Regions from separate parts of the Mus musculus genome. Here regions 2 and 3 are each linked to region 1. A link is a contact called in public Hi-C and HiChIP or PLAC-seq data. All regions are on one chromosome and are shown on one strand. The core of a region is the stretch at or near the end of the contact, and the rest is flanking DNA. Distances in the headings are between cores, read along the strand shown.

Region 1 (5,154 bases), core at 1,474-3,973:
CCTAAATTCAATTCCCAACGATCACATAAAGGCTCACAACCATCTGTATGTACTCATATACATAAAATAAATCTTTTAAAAAATGTTTGTTAAAAAAAAAAGAAGACAGAGAAAGAAAGAAAAAGTAAATAATAATACAAAACTTAACTTTTATAAATGTTTAAAACTCAAAATAATTTAAAACATCTAATGATCAGTTCTGAAAAATATTTTGCTCAACTACAGTCAAATAATCACACTGGTTACTATAGCAGCGAGTAGAAATAAGGTTACCATCTATTAAGAGAGACCAGATTACTAGGGATGTTGCAGAGGAGTAAAGTGCCTAGCATGTGCAAAGACCTGAGTGCAAACTCCCAACGGTAAGGGTAAGGAGGGAAAAAGGAGCCAGACACAGGCTACAATCCAAGCACTGGGGAGGGGGAGGCAGCAGGTGGTGCAATCATAAATTAAAAAAAAAAAAAAAAAGTAAACCTGGGATACACAATAAGTTCTAAGTCAACAAAGCTACAAGACTGGGGGACTAGGGGGGGACCCAAAAACAAAACCTAACAAAAAGGAGGGAGGGAGGGAGGGAGGGAGGGAGGGAGGGAGGGACCAGAAAATTAAATCAATAAATAATTTTGTTGTTGCTTTTAATTCTGGTAGAATCTCAGAATGATAGGGTAATCAATGACAGTAACACAGAAAATATAACAAATCTTAAGATAACTGGCAACCTTTCTGTGGCTACTTTTCTTGTTCAAAATTCAGAGCAAGCAAATCATAAAAGTCAATTATACGAAGAAAACAGTAACAAGTAATGCCTCCGGAGCGAGGCTATAGCTCAGGGTCGAATGCTTAGCCAGATGTGCAAAGCCCTGGGTTCATTCAGTATCCAGAGCTGCAAACAAGGTATTTTGGGAAAAGTTACTTAAATCTCCCAATTAATCTACTTAAACCTACAAAGATTTTACTTGTAAAAGTACACAACCACGTATTAGATACAATGCTAAAAGTACCAAGTCAACGAAAAGCTACAGTTATAAAAAAGAGGCCTACAAAGTAGTTCCTCGTTGAGGTCAAAAAAGTTTAACCTCTCCAGGCACTCGGAAGGCAGAGGCAGAGGCAGAGGCAGGCGGATCTCTCTGAGTTCGAGGCCAGCCTCGACTACAGAATGAGTTCCAGAACAGCCAGGGCTACACAGAGAAACTCTGTCAGCAGTAATTAAAATCCTACGACAATTTGCTTTTCTTTTCTAACATTTAAGCCAAAAGCACAGTCATTCTTGAAAAACGAAGCAGTAAGGATTTAAGAGTTTTCACTGTTTCGTTCAAGTCTTATATCCCTAGTCATAAACAATGGAGGGAAAACGCCATACAAACCAATGGCATTTTATTCAGGTTCTCATCCGTACCTTAGAATTTTTTAATATGGTGGGGTGTAAATTTGAAAACCGTGAATATAGGAAATGCACTAAAAAAAAAAAAATATTTAGAGGGCAGTAAGAGGCTAGACGATCCAAACCCTGGCAAGCAGACCCTTCCAAGGATATTTATTCATCATGAGACGCTGGTTCTAGGCATCCCAGGCGGGTGAGACCGGAAAACCTTACACGTCTCACTTTCTCCAGCCTTTCAAACCGTGAAGTCGAGCCCACAGGGCAAACACTTCGCTTTCAAACTACAGTCACGTTCACAACGACTTGTCAGGCACGCTACCCAGGATTCCGATTCCGAGTGGCCGGTCTCCCTTTCAGTCTCTCCGGTCTGTTAAGCTAGGATACCACCATCTTTTTTGTTCTGTCCAGCCACCGCGCTCCCAAGTCTTTGGCGCAAGCCATTTATCCTCTCCGATATTTCGCTTCACAAAGGCCAAGGACTGGGCCTCGGAGGCACTGCAAACCCTCGATGACCAAGGCGGGCCGACGCACCGACTTTTAAATGCGATCGGTGGCTCCAAAAGTCAGATGACTTGTTGCGGATGGAACCAAACCTAAGCAGCCTTCCCTTAAGGGGACCGGCGAGCAAGGAACCGGGCGCCACGCCGAAACCCGTCGCAAAGGCGAGCGGGAGCCCAGGGAGAGCGGGCGCGCGGGATACAAAGGGCTGTGAACGCGGCCTTCCATGAGGCGACCGTGCGCGGACAGAGACACAAAATGGAGCGGCGGGAGGAGGAATCGGAACCCGAGGCGGCAGGGCCGGGATGGAGGCGGCGGGCGAGCGCGCGGCCGGGCCAGGGCTTCCCCTCTGGCCGGCCGCGGGGGAGGGGGCGCGGCGGCCCGTTCTCCCCGCCCCGCACACGCGGCCTAGCTCGGCGGGAAGCGCCCGCCACCGAGCCAACAATGGAGCGGGAGACCGTCCGGAGGAACCGGGCGGGCGGCTGCAGGGCGACCGGGCCCCGCGCTCCAGAGCCCCGCGGCCCGCAAAACGACGCGCGAGAACAAGGGCTGAGGGGCCGTCGCGCACGGCGGCGCGGCCCGGAGGCGCCAAGGGCGCACGGTCTGCAGCGAAGCCGGCTCGCGGCCCGCGGCGGCCCTGGTCAGCCGGGCGTCCGGGCCGCGGCACAGTCTGCGGCGGCGGCGGCGGCGGAGCCCGGACCCTCACGTACCTGGTTGAACTCTTCACCCACATCCGCGTAAATGTCTATGTGGTCCACACCGTCCGCCATCTTCCCTCGGCCTCGGCCGCCGCCGCCGCCGCCTCCTGCAGGTCGGCCCGCCGAGGCAGCAGCAGCGGATCTGGCGGTGGGGGCGGGGCGCCCTACGTCACTTCCGAGGGGCGGAGACCAGGGCGCAGCGGCCCGCTGCTGGTGACGGGGGACCCCGCCGAAGGTCCGCGGCGGTTCCGAGGCGCTAACTCGTTCCTTTGTGTGCAGGATTAAGCCGCGGCTGGGGCAGGGGCGTGATTTCCTGTGCTACCCCGCCATACCGCATGCCATGGAACCCGCTTGTTTTCAGAGACTGTCTTTTCAAACTGCTTCTGGCACTATTTATCTATCTACATATCTATAGATGAGAGATCTATCTAGTGAGAGATATAGATATATATACATCTATATAGAGAGAGATAGATATTTATATATTTGCGTTTTCATTTTTTTCCTACTTTTTTTTTTTTTTTTTGCTTCCAAGGTTTCGAGAGATGAGAGTTATGTGTACGCAATTAAAAGCGAGATATGATGTCCTGGCCAATGTCTTATTCTTGCTTCTTCAGACAACTGAATTTTTTGAGTTATTTGCATATAGCATATTTGCATCTCTTATCTTTATGCAGTTGTAAGCATCTTTTCCGCTCCTTCCTTCACATCCTCCTCTTCCCCCTTCCTCCCCCATTGCCCTTGCTTTTACCTTTTTATCTCTGTTGTAGGTTTTCTCCAGCCATCGTTCAAAGGATTCTATCCTCATTTTTAGAGCACGTACAACAGAGCAGATGTATCCTAAATCAACGAACTCCTGGATTCAGAATGCTGAGCTAGAAGGGAAATTAAAACGGTGGCTTGAGGTCCAAACATCCCGTTTTACAGATGAGAGAACTAAGGACTCGTAGAGCATAAGTTATTTAACTGGGGTTACATGGCTCGTAAAAGTGCACACCTTTTGACGCCGATATATGATTCAGAGATCTCTCTCCATTTCCAACGGCTCCACCTATTTCTTTCCTTCCCGTTCAAAAACTCACCAGGTCACTCAGCTGCCTGTGTGCTTGATATAAATTCAGTTCCCACAGCGCTCTCAAGGAGCGTAGAGAGAACCGAACCAAATCCTCTTAAGTAGTCCTCTGATCTACTCAGCACCTCTGACTGCTCTCACTTCCAGCCCCACCCTGCCAAACAAATTAACAAAAAAGCAAAACAATAACCAAAATAATAATAATAACAAAAATACCAGATGCAGACTGGTCTGAAATCATCAAAAACCTAAAGAAACATCTATGCTTGAGATGTCTGTAAAATCTTGGTTGCAGTCACAGAGACTAATCTCTTAATCTGAATAAACATTTCTTTAAATTCCTTTTTTATACATCGGGGTGTTTTGCCTGCATACAGTCTGTGTACTACACATGTGTGCAGTGTCCTGGGAGCGCGCAAAAAAGGACATCAGTCGACTAAGACTGGTATTAGACAGGTTTATGAACCACTACATGGGTGCTGGGAATCAGACCCTGACCCCGGAAGAGAATCCAGCGCTATTGACCACGGTACAAACGGGACTTAACGATGGCCACCGCTGTTGAAAAATCCTAGACTCTAAATTTTGTTTACTTAGAGGTCAAATGCATGCGGGGCAATGATGGCCCACGCCTTTAATCCCAGCACTTGGGAGGCAGAGGCAGGCAGATTTCTGAGTTCGAGGCCAGCCTGGTCTACAGCGTGAGTTCCAGATCAAGGGCCACAAAGAGAAACCCTGTCTCAGGGAAAGGAAAAAAAAAAAAAAGTCAAATGAATGCTGAGTAGCGGTGGTCCCAGGGCTACACAGAGAAATTCTTGTCTCAAAAACCAGAACCAAAATAGTCAAAAACTCAGCTTTATCCCTCAGCTACATTTTGAGATCTGATAATTCCCTCAACAGCAGACTCACTCTTACTATAGAGGCCCCATCCTTTCTACTTCTCTGCCAGGTGATTGCTCACACACTATCTTAAGAATGTTTTGATGTCAGGCAGTGGTGGCATTCGGGAGGATGAGGCAGTTGGGGTCTCCAAAGTTCGAGGCCTGCCTGATCTACAGAGTGAGTTGTTCCAGGACAGCCAGGGCTACACAGAAGGACCCTGTCTCAAAAAGACCTAAATAAATAAATAAATAAATAAATAAATAAATAAATAAATAAATAAAATGTTTCCATTTTTTTTCAATTGTAACTTCAGAGTACCTTTTTACTTAGCAATTTTCAAAATTTAAAATATTTGTGGCTCTTGCTTCTTTTGTCTCTTACTCACTTACTCTTGCCTCTCTCCCCATTCCCTTCCCTCCCCCACCCCCTTCACGTGGCCATGGCCAGCCTCTACCTCTCTCCATCTCTCTGCCTTTCTCTGCCTCTACTACCCTCTTTTCTTTTTTTTTTTTTTTTGTTTTTTGTTTTTTGTTTTTTGGGTTTATTTTTGTTTTGTTTTTCGAGACAGGGTTTCTCTGTATAGCCCTGGCTGTCCTGGAACTCACTTTGTAGACCAAGCTGGC
Region 2 (5,154 bases), core at 1,322-3,821, 470 kb after region 1:
AAATCTTTTAAAAAGGATTCTTTATTTCAACTTGTTACTCTTATAGGCTCTTTAGTGGGAGGGCTCACTTTCCCTGTATAGGTCAAAAGAAAATACTGGAATCATTATAAATGACCAATGATAAAATGATCAACGTGGAAAGTGAGAGATTCCCAAAGAAAATGTTTAATTCTTTTTAAAATGATTACACTGTTCTCTTTAGTCTCTGAATTAAGTCCCAAACATCACTATGTGCCCAGGTAAAATGCTAGGGACTAAGAGTAAAGCAGAATTCCTATTCTCATGGTGTGTTCAATGAACTCTACTGAACTTTCATCTGAGTGTCTATGTAACAGCGACATGCTAGTCATTTGAGGCATGCAGAAGAAATCTACCCCTTCCTTGGACCTTACAACTTGGTAGAACAGAGAAACACACACAACAGTAACAGAAGACAGGAAGTGATACAAGCCACGGAAAGAACAGTGGTAAGACAGACAGAAAAAGAAGAAAGACACGTTCATCATTTCTGTGTCCCAGACCACAGACTAAAAATTAAGCCGGCTTAGCATGGGGCCCTTCAGATGTTAATCTGAGGTTCGATACATTATAGCACAAGCAACTATATGTCCTTTTGATTTTACTTTGCAGCTTCCACAGATAAGGTCACTGAACTTCTGTGTCAAACAAGAAAGTACAAGGGAATATAATGTACTACAGAGATTAAAAGTATGGATATCAAACAAGACTGTCATTTGGGATTCTGTGTCTCTAAGTTAAAATTATTTCCTCCTCGGAGTATTAACTTCCTCTAACCAAAACCAGGGGATGAAACTACCTAAGGGGTTGACGTATTCCATACCATTTAGCTAACTATGGCACTCTTGGAGAAGAGAGCATAATGGGACCAATAATCTCTACCAAGATGTAATTCACAATTAAAAAAAAAAAAAAGTCACATTGCTTCCTGTGGATTGTCCTTTATGGATAGACCACGGCTTTACAAATCAGCAGACTCAGGTAATTGGTTATCTATTTTAGGCCTTAGTTTCCTCCTCATGAAACGACAGGGTGGGACCAGATGATTTAAAGAGTCTCTTTCCGGCCCTAAAAAGCCCCATGACTCTATTATGACTTAATACACTGACTTCATATCAGGCTTTAAGAGTGGTAAGGGCTTTAAATTAAAAGAATTTCTCCATTCAATTAAGTTACTTCTTGCTAAGATAAACTCCTTTCAGGCAAGTCTCGACAACGTTCTAATTATACAAAAGAAAACTGAAAAAAAAATGAATTTACAAGCTAGAGGCACTCGGTATATATTAATACACACTGCCAGCAAAGCAAACATTTCAACGAGACTCAATTGATTTTTAAAATATTGAAAAGTCCAGCCTGCATCGTAATGTCAACTTTCAACTTAGTAAAAAAAAAAAATGTGAGTTCCTATTACTGTAATAAAGAAGTGCTTGTATGCACACGAGTCGAGAGTCGCAGGGCCAAAATATCTTTCTAAAGCATTGGGGGGTGGGAGGGGGCAAGCGAAAGGAAAGCAATCCCATCTGCTCAAAACTCTTAAGCGAAGATGTTTCTTCCAAAGGCATCTTCTCCTCCCGCCCCCCTCCACCCCAAGGAAAATCCCGAGGGCCTAGTTCCCAAATTCACGGCGCTGATAAGTCAGTTTCAGAATCAGACACCTCGAGATGGCGAAAAGAAAAAAAAAAAAAAAAGGAGAAGAGGACAAACTTCCTGGATTTTTCTCTCTGCAAGAGAAAAAGAGATTTCCTCTTGCTGACGAAGGAAAGGCCCCTTTAACATTTTTTTTTTCCCTCTGCACGGTGGCGGCTGCCAGACTAGGTGGGGCTCGCTCCGCTGCCTTCCTCCTGCCACTTCCCGCAACAAATGAAGCAAGCCAGCCCCGATCCGGGCAAACTTTTTCCCTGTCAGGCTCGAGCCCGCGGGGCGCCGGGGAGTGGTCCCCCCGCCCCCCCTCGCGACGCTGCTCCGCCCGCCCGGCCCCGGGCTGGGAGAAGCCCGGGTGTCCGCAGAGGACAACTTTCTGGTTTCCGCTCTAACTTCCACCCACCGCCGAGGCGGGGAGCGGGGCGCGGCGGGGAAGGCTGCGGGGGCCTCGGGCAGGCGGGTGGGGGCTCCTCGGGCGCTCACTTCCTCCGCCATATTTCAGACATTTGACCCCTTCCGCAAAGCGCGCTGCTCCCCCGCCGCGGCCGCGGTTCCTCCCCGGCCGCCCCGAGGCGGCGCGCCCCGCCGAAGCGAGCGAGGGACTCGGGGGGCCCCCCGCCAGCCACCTGCCGCGCGCCCGGGCCACCCTCGCCGCCGCGGGGGCCATCGGGCTGCCCCGCCCGGTCCGCGCCGCACCCCACCTCTCCCCTCAGCCGGCGCCCGGCCCCCCGCCAGCCTCGCGGCCACGCACGCACCCCGCGCCCACCTCTCGCGCTGTCACCGGGTCGCCGCCGTCGCCCTCGCCGTCGCCGCGCGTTCCCTTCGGGTCGCTGCTCCCGGCGCCACGGCGGTCTCTGCCGCTGCCGCCGTCGCCGTCGCCGCCGCCGCCGCCGCTCGGGCTGCTTTCCACGCCTGACTCTGGGCGAGGTTTGGCGGTGTCGCCTTGACGTCAGGCGTTCAGCCTCGCTCTCGCTTCCGCCCGCGGGCGGGGCGCGCAGGAGCGCAGCCCGGGAAGGGGCGGGGCCGAGGCGGGCCCTGGCGGAGGGGGGCGGGGTCTCGTCGTGCTCGCCTCGCAGTGGGCCTCGCCCCGGCTCTCGGTCGCCGGCTCCGGCCGTGGCCCTTCTCCCCTGCCCTGCGTCTCGTTGCTGCGGTCGGCCTCGCCCCCCGCTGGCTGGGCTGTCCGACATAATCGGTGTCAGCCTCAGCGGAGCGCATCCGTTTCGACCCCAGCGGGTAACGGGGAGCTCAGGGGCTTGGAAACCTCTGACGCCTTCGCGGGGCCTCCGAGTGCACAGTCGCCAACGCCCCCAGACCGTCGGTGTTCGCGTGGTCCTTTGTGCTGGGGAAGTAACAGAGCAGCAGTTCCCACTCCCAGAGCGCGAGGGCAGCTTTTCATTTTTCAAATGGCCTTTCTTTAGGTTTGACAAGTATTTCAGCCTGTGGTGTGTTAAGCAGGGCCAGCTGTCCAAATTACCCTGCCAGACGCAGTTCGCGAATGGAGGATTCCAAAGCATGCTTATGGCCTGTGCCTAAGTGAACAGTTTATAGAATTAAAATAATTGGTTCATGGAAGAGCATGCCTGGGGCGCCTTCATGACTTTATAGATTACTCATAGATGTCAGTCTATGATGTGACTCCGAAAAGCTCTGTCCAAAAATGACTTGTTCCAAAGAGCACAAGAACTTACATCGATCTAGGTAATTAGAATATTTTCTCACCATCACCTTTAATATGAGAATCATGCTATCAGAGCTTTGTTTGGAAGACTTTGTTTCTGCTCTGATTACGCTCTCTTCATTGCGTGGTCCTGGCTGGCCTGACCTTGCTATGTTGACCAGCTTGGCTTTCATCTCAGATACACCTGCCTCTACGTATGGAGTGCTGGGGATTAAAGGCATGCGCCACCACTGCCAGCGAGGGAAAAGGTTTTGATGAACAAAACTTGAGAGGAAAGTACTGAAAGGAGTAGGCAATTTAGCTGGCCCTCCCTGTACAAATTATTCTGGAAATTTAACGAACCCTAGAAGAGAAATGGAGACGTGACCACTACGCTAACCTGAGTTAAGTGAGCGAGTAAGAAAGAATTATAGCTGGGTCTCAGGATGCCAGTCTGTAAGAGCACACCTCTTTCTTCTGCAGACTGAGCAGGAGGTGGCTCCTTGCAAATTCTAGGTTGCTGAGGCCACAGAGTAAGTTAAAGCCAACCTAAACGGTTTTGTGAGATTCTCAAGAAGTTAAAAAAAGGGGGGGGGCATAGCTTAATGATCCAGTACTTGTCTAGCAAGTGTCCGAGTGTAGTAGGTTCAACCTTTAGAACAACAAAAAAAGAAAAAACCCATAATTGACAGTTGTGTGTGCTTCTGCACGCTTGTGCCCTCGCCTGTGGGCACACAGAAGCCAGAGGTGAACAGGTTATTTTCTGTCGCTCTCCACTTAGTTGTTTTGAAACAGGGTCTCTCACTGAACCTCACCAATTAGGCTTGAGTGGCTGGCCACCAATCTCAAGGGAGTCTCCTGTCTCCATTCCCACCACTCTGGATTCTTATGTGACTGCAGGGGGACTGAACTGGAAACCCCGGTTCTCCTGCCTGGGTAACAAGCCCTTTGTCCTGCTGAGCCCTCCTCCTCCCTGACAAGTTTTTGATAGCAGCGTTTTCCAGCTGCTTCATGGTTTGTATTACTTAAGTATTACCTATTTCAATAATTGTTATTTTCTCAGAACAACATTTTAGTGGCGGTTTCAAAGGCAAGTTTTGGAACAATCTGTTGGTATTGTCAATTATTCATGAATAAATTGCAATTTCCATTTTGCTCTTACCAATTACATATATACTCTGTCTTCACGTATAGCAGAAAAGAGCATCAGATCCCATTATAGATGGTTGTGAGCCACCATGTGATGGCTGGGAATTGAACTCAGGACCTCTGGAAGAACAGCCCATGCTCTTAACCACTGAGCCATCTCTCCAGTCCCCTATTTTATCAGTTATTGAAGGAAGATTTGACATGTCTCAAAGACTGACATTTTGAGCCAGGGTACTGATTACCAATGGGCTGTTTTGGTTTTATTTTTTTCTTTGTTTTAAACACTTTGACATTTGGGCAATTGCTTTTTTCCTTTGAAAGCCAGAGTTTGTGGCGTTGTTTAAGCCAAAACACTTTTATCATCTCACTAGGCTGATAACCATTGCATCTCTTATTAAATCATGATCAGCGTATAGAGCCCCCCAGAATGGACTCACTTTTGAATTTGAACCCCTTGCCCTATTTACCTGACAGACCAGGATATTGTCCGCTGGCAGCTTCAGTTTAACTTGTATGCAAACCAAACTCATTACCATTGTCACCAAACCCGTTTTCTCTCCCTTTCCTTTGCTAATCGTACCTCCTTCTTTTCAAGTCACCCACTCTTCAAGCCTGTCACCCTCCTCTGCCCTCCCCCCTCCTCTACAATGATTCATCCACTGGTGCATCTGTGAGCAGAGGTTGGA
Region 3 (5,154 bases), core at 1,876-4,375, 270 kb after region 1:
GATTGCCCCATTAGTGACACGGGGTTCTCTTAATTCTTATGTTAATCACCTGGCCTTTGCGTAATTTTCTTGGTGAGGTATCTACAAAATCTTTGACTCACTTTTTAGCCATGTGCTTTATTTTGAGACATAGTGTCTTAGTTAGGGTTTTACTAATGTAAACAGACACCATGACCAAGGCAACTCTTAAGGACAGCACTTAACTGGGGCTGGCTTATAGGTTCAGAGGTTCAGTCCATTATTATCAAGGTGGGAAGCATGGCAGCATCCAGGCAGGCATGGTGCAGGAACTGAGAGTTCTACATCTTCATCTGAAGGCTGCTAGCAGGATACTGGCTTCCAGGCAGCTAGGACAGGGGTATTAAAGCCCACACCCACAGTGACACACCTACTCCAACAGGGCCACTCCCTGGGCCAAGCATATTCAAACATATTCAAACCATCGCACATGGTCTCATGCAGTCCAGGATTTCAAGTTTCCTGTGTGGCTGAGGAGCTGTCTCAAGCTCCTGATCCTCTTGTCTCTGACCCCAAAGTCTGGGATTTATAGGAATGTGTCACCACACCTGCCGAGTGATTGGACTTCTTCATGTCAAGTCTCCAGAGTTCTTTCTGTGTCCTGGATTATCAGACGTGGCCTAGGCACGTATATTCTCCCATCTTTTCTCTTTCATGATTCCTCAAACCTTTTGTTTATTTTTAGCCCTATAGGAAAAAAGGCAAAAGTACCAAATGTCACACAGACCCACCCCATGTTAATATTTTTTTGTCAAATCTACTTTGTCTCTTATGAGTTCTATTGATTTTTTTTCTTTTCTTTTCTTTTTGTTTTTGTTTTTTTGGGTTTTTTTTGTTTGTTTGTTTTTGTTTTGTTTTTTTGAGACAGATCTTCTCTGTGTAGCCCTGGTTGTCTGGAAACTCACTTTGTAAAGCAGGAGGCCTCAGACTCAGAGATCTGCCTCTGCCTCTGCCTCTGCCTCTGCCTCTGCCTCTGCCTCTGCCTCTGCCTCTGCCTCTGCCTCTGCCTCTGCCTCTGCCTCTGCCTCTGCCTCTGCCATGCTGCTATTAAAGGTGGGAGCCACCACCGCTTGGCTGAGCTTTATTGATTTTGCTGAATTATTAGAAGCAGTAAATAGTGTGTGCATCCCCTTAAATATTTTAGCACATGTCTCCTTCTAAACGTAGCTTCCACCTAGTCACAATGTATCATCTTTAAACTAAGAAACACAATATAACAGTTCAATAATAACAAACAGCATCCTGCATTATTAAGGTTTTGTGTGGTTCTAACAGTGCTTTTGAAACTTTTTCTGTCAGGATTATTTTTTTTAATTTTATGGGTATTTGCCTATATGTATGTCTGTGTACTCCTATGTGCGTGCCCTGTGAAGGCCAGAAGAGGGTGTTGGATGCTCTGGAATCGGAGTTCAGACAGTCTTGAGTAGCCATGTGGGTCTTGGGAATGGACGTCCTCTGGAAAAGCAGGCAGTGCTCTTACCCCATGAGCCATCTCTCCAGCCTCATAATCTAGGACAATCCCTTTGCTTTGTGTCCACGTTGACCAGTTCATATTGACCCAACTTTCCTAATAGTTCCTAATGAGCCACCTCCTATCTACAAGCTCTCGGCTTGGGCTTCCCGCCTCATTAGCATTGAGATCATTAAATCTGCAAGGTCACCTCCATCGCTTCAGAAGCAGGCCAGGTGAGAAAGTGTTGTAAGATGTTTGTGACTAGTGGCCCAACACAGCCAGTAGGGTGACTTATCTTCCGGCCCCGCCCTCCCAGTGATGTGTGCTCACCTCTTCTAGGTTGGGCATCACGCCCTGGAAATTCTGGATGAGTTTAAAGTGTAAATTCAGTTGACCAAGAGGTGTGAAATATCTTGCAATATTTGTTTTGTTAAGGCCTTTGGAAAAACACGTTTCTTAAAGAACAGCCCCCTCTATTTTCCTTCTTGTGCACTTCCGTGAGTGTTGGTCTATTCAAACTGAAGGGCAGATTTCCTTTGGCATGCGTGGTTCCGCTGACTGCTGGCCAAGGTCTCCATCATATGATTCAGACGCTGTTTATACTGGATACCTTACCTTAATTGCTCGGAGGCACTATACAGGAGAGTCTACTTATTTATTTTATGATATGAGTACACTGTCTCCAGATGTACCAGAAAAGGGCATTGAATCACCTTTTATAGATGATTTCAAGCTACCATGTGGTTGCTGGGATTTGAACTCAGGACCCCTGGAAGAGCAGTCAGTGCTCTTAACCGCTGAGCCATCTCTCCAGCCCTGAACTTTGTCTTTTAACAAGCTCGTGCTTACTGTGGTTTTGCTGCGTTTGTTATAGTTGCTCTCCCTTGTGTGGTGCTGGAACTCGAACTCACAGCCTTGAGCACGCTAAGGACAGCTTACTCGCAGTGTTTCAAGGATCAGGAGGATTAGGTGAAGTAGCACAACTCCATGAAGTACTAATTCTCTTAATCCCCCAACATCGATAAGGAAAGTGATCAAGGAGATGAAGCATCTTGTCACACGTCACATGGCTAACAAGTGACAGCAGGTTCTTGAGGCTGGCAGTGCAGGTTTAGATCCAGTGCGCTTCATTCAGGAATGTGCCGTGCCTAACTAACTGTGCAGGATCAAAGGGATCAAAGATGCTGTTTGGAGGCAGATGGCGTGCCACCCTGATACAGGTTTGACGTACTTACCAAACAAGTGATCTACTTAGATAGAGATCAAGATGGAAGAAGGGCACAAGTCACGATGGTGGATGCCTATAACCTCAGCACTGTGGGGAGAGGCACGAGGGTTCCGGGGACCAGGCCAGTCTGAGCTGCACAATGACAGTTTGTTGTCTCAAAAACAAACAAGGATGGAGATGGAGATGTGGCTCAGTGATGGAGATATGCCTCAGTGATGGGGTGTGGCTCAGTGATGGGGTGTGGCTCAGTGATGGAGATGTGGCTCAGTGATGGGGTGTGGCTCAGTGATGGAGATGTGGCTCAGTGATGGGGTGTGGCTCAGTGATGGAGATGTGGCTCAGTGATGGGGTGTGGCTCAGTGATGGAGATGTGGCTCAGTGATGGGGTGTGGCTCAGTGATGGGGTGTGGCTCAGTGATGGGGTGTGGCTCAGTGATGGGGTGCTTACCTCACATGCACGTGACTCTGGTTCCTTCCTAGGCACTGCAAACACAATCCAGAAAAACAAAACAAAACAAAAAAAAGAAGTCCATCTTTCGTAATCCATCGAGTGTTCTAAGTTGGTCCTTAAAGGAATCGCATTTTGGCAACTTTAGACTCCCTGCTTGTTCTGGAAGTTCACCAGCCTTCATTCAAGACTCTGGCTTGCCTGACCTTAGAGTGAAAGACTTTATGGCCCAAACTCAGGAAGGAGGAACGCAAGAATAGTCGGGTTCCTCTTCAGAGCAGCTTCCAGGGAAACTTGCAAGTTAAAGTTCTTCTAATAAAAATAAATATCAACAAGGATGGGCAGACCCCAAATACACACTTTTTCAGGGGAGGATTAGTGGCTTGAAATGAACCTAGTCATAAATTAGAACAGTTTGCACCTATAGACACCAGTCTGAAATAAGAACGCCAGTGGGCAGCTGGTGAGATGGCTCAGCAGGTAAAGGGACTTGCCCTGTGAGCCTAGAAACCAGAGCTCCACCTCTGGGTCCCATGAAAGGTGGAGGGAGACCACCCCCACACGGTTGCCCATATCCTCTGCATGTTCATGCACTGTGGCGTGCAAGTCTCTGTCCCTCACTATAGTAATGAGAGAGATGGGGGAGGGGGAGAGAGAACAGAGAGGAACACCAGTCAAACTAGAAGGACCACGACATCACTGCCATGGGGAGGGAGATCCCCCAGTTTCTTCTGGTCTCAGCTTCCACGGTAGTCTCTCAGTTCTTGCGATCCCCCAAGAGAAGAATTCAACAGAACAGAACACAAGCAGTCGTCAAATCAAATAGTTGAGATTGTAGTCAGAACTGGCAAGGAAGCAATGCATCATCAAAGACACTCCACTTTGCAACAGATGGAGACCGTTACAGAAAACCACAACCAACCAGAGTGCAGAGAACAAGGGAGCCTGTGGTGCCCGGCCCCAATACATCTCTATGGCAACTCCTGCATGCAAGGCTTGGGAATCATTGAAGAAGAGGGGGCAGAAAGATTGTAAGAGCTGGAGGAATGAGAAACGTGCTTTGAGATGGGAAACAGTACCCATGAAATCTCAGCAATATGGTTGCCTAGATAAGACCTAGACAAGGATGACACCAAGAGACACTCGAACTTGAAAGGGGGGAACCTTACTGAGCAACACTGCTGGACAGGAACTACAGACAACCTAAGAAGGCTGAGAATGAGAAAAATAGTCTTCCCTAAGGAGGAGCCCCTGTCGGTTATCTAATACCAAGTGATATGGTATACATATCAAGTGAAACGATACACATATAAGCATGGTAGAATTTTAATATTGATCAAAGAAAAAGAGGCCATGAATTTGAGATAAAATACGGTGGGGAGGGCTTAGAGGTTCTGAAGAAGCAGAAGAAGAAATGATGTAATTGCTTTAATTTAAAAAGAAGTTTGTTTGTTTTTAAGCATATACTCTTTTAAAAATAAGAGGTCCTGATCGGGGGGCTGGTGAGATGGCTCAGTGGGTAAGAGCACCCGACTGCTCTTCCGAAGGTCCTGAGTTCAAATCCCAGCAACCACATGGTGGCTCACAACCATCCATAAGGAGATCTGACTCCCTCTTCTGGAGTGTCTGAAGACAGCTACAGTGTACTTACATATAATAAATAAATAAATAAATAAATAAATAAATAAATAAATAAATAAATCTAAAAATTAAAAAAAAAAGAGGTCCTGATCAAACAGTAACGACCCTAGTCCTGTGGGTCAGGACAGGACCTGGTCCTTTGGAGCCCTGAGCTGCATAGTGACCACTGTTAACTAGCTTAATATCTTGACCACCAGTCAATCACTACCATTATCTTAAAGCTGTTTCTCGGGCTGCCCACTGTCCTTCATGTTGTATCTTTGGAGGCTGGTTGGTTAGTACATCCTGGATCCGACCTGCCTGACATCATTGAAACAGAATGCTTCTGCTGTATAAAAGGGAACTCCCAAAGGACGATACATTGTA

What was found. A called contact is a pair of places that touch in the nucleus more often than the background predicts. HiChIP or PLAC-seq counts read pairs in DNA pulled down with a chosen protein or histone mark.
Region 2: a contact with region 1 is called in a Hi-C map of muscle stem cells, with 5 times the contacts expected there. The contact joins the promoter of Rap1b here to the promoter of Cpsf6 in region 1. A contact is called at or near these places in 4 of 39 promoter capture datasets (the 3T3-L1 cell line, 3T3-L1-derived adipocytes, erythroid cells and 1 more), 1 of 484 Hi-C or Micro-C datasets (muscle stem cells), 2 of 115 datasets of contacts at active chromatin or transcription factors (effector CD8 T cells and memory CD8 T cells) and 1 of 9 other capture datasets (liver).
Region 3: a contact with region 1 is called in an H3K4me3 HiChIP or PLAC-seq map of the 230-238 cell line, with 14 read pairs. The contact joins the enhancer-like site here to the promoter of Cpsf6 in region 1. A contact is called at or near these places in 1 of 39 promoter capture datasets (pre-B cells), 1 of 484 Hi-C or Micro-C datasets (B cells), 12 of 115 datasets of contacts at active chromatin or transcription factors (the 230-238 cell line, the SCID.adh cell line, craniofacial prominence and 8 more) and 3 of 9 other capture datasets (adipose tissue, liver and pancreatic islet).

Annotation. Positions count from the first base shown.
Region 1 is chr10:117,374,250-117,379,403 of GRCm38.p6, forward strand. It overlaps Cpsf6 (cleavage and polyadenylation specific factor 6), which reads right to left and starts at 2,724. Exons shown (of 10, transcript NM_001013391.2): 1 at 2,590-2,724. The coding sequence starts at 2,649.
Region 2 is chr10:117,843,403-117,848,556 of GRCm38.p6, forward strand. Rap1b (RAS related protein 1b) reads right to left here and starts at 2,572. Exons shown (of 8, transcript NM_024457.2): 1 at 2,429-2,572.
Region 3 is chr10:117,648,171-117,653,324 of GRCm38.p6, forward strand. All of the region lies in intron 2 of Cpm (carboxypeptidase M), which reads left to right. Among named protein-coding and RNA genes, the nearest start is that of Gm25709, 12 kb to the right of the region's middle. Within about 2 kb of position 3,126, at least 48 of the 459 cell types and tissues checked have an H3K27ac peak or open chromatin away from gene starts, as enhancers often do. A contact at or near this core is called in the 230-238 cell line, B cells, the SCID.adh cell line and 2 more, where this site is marked.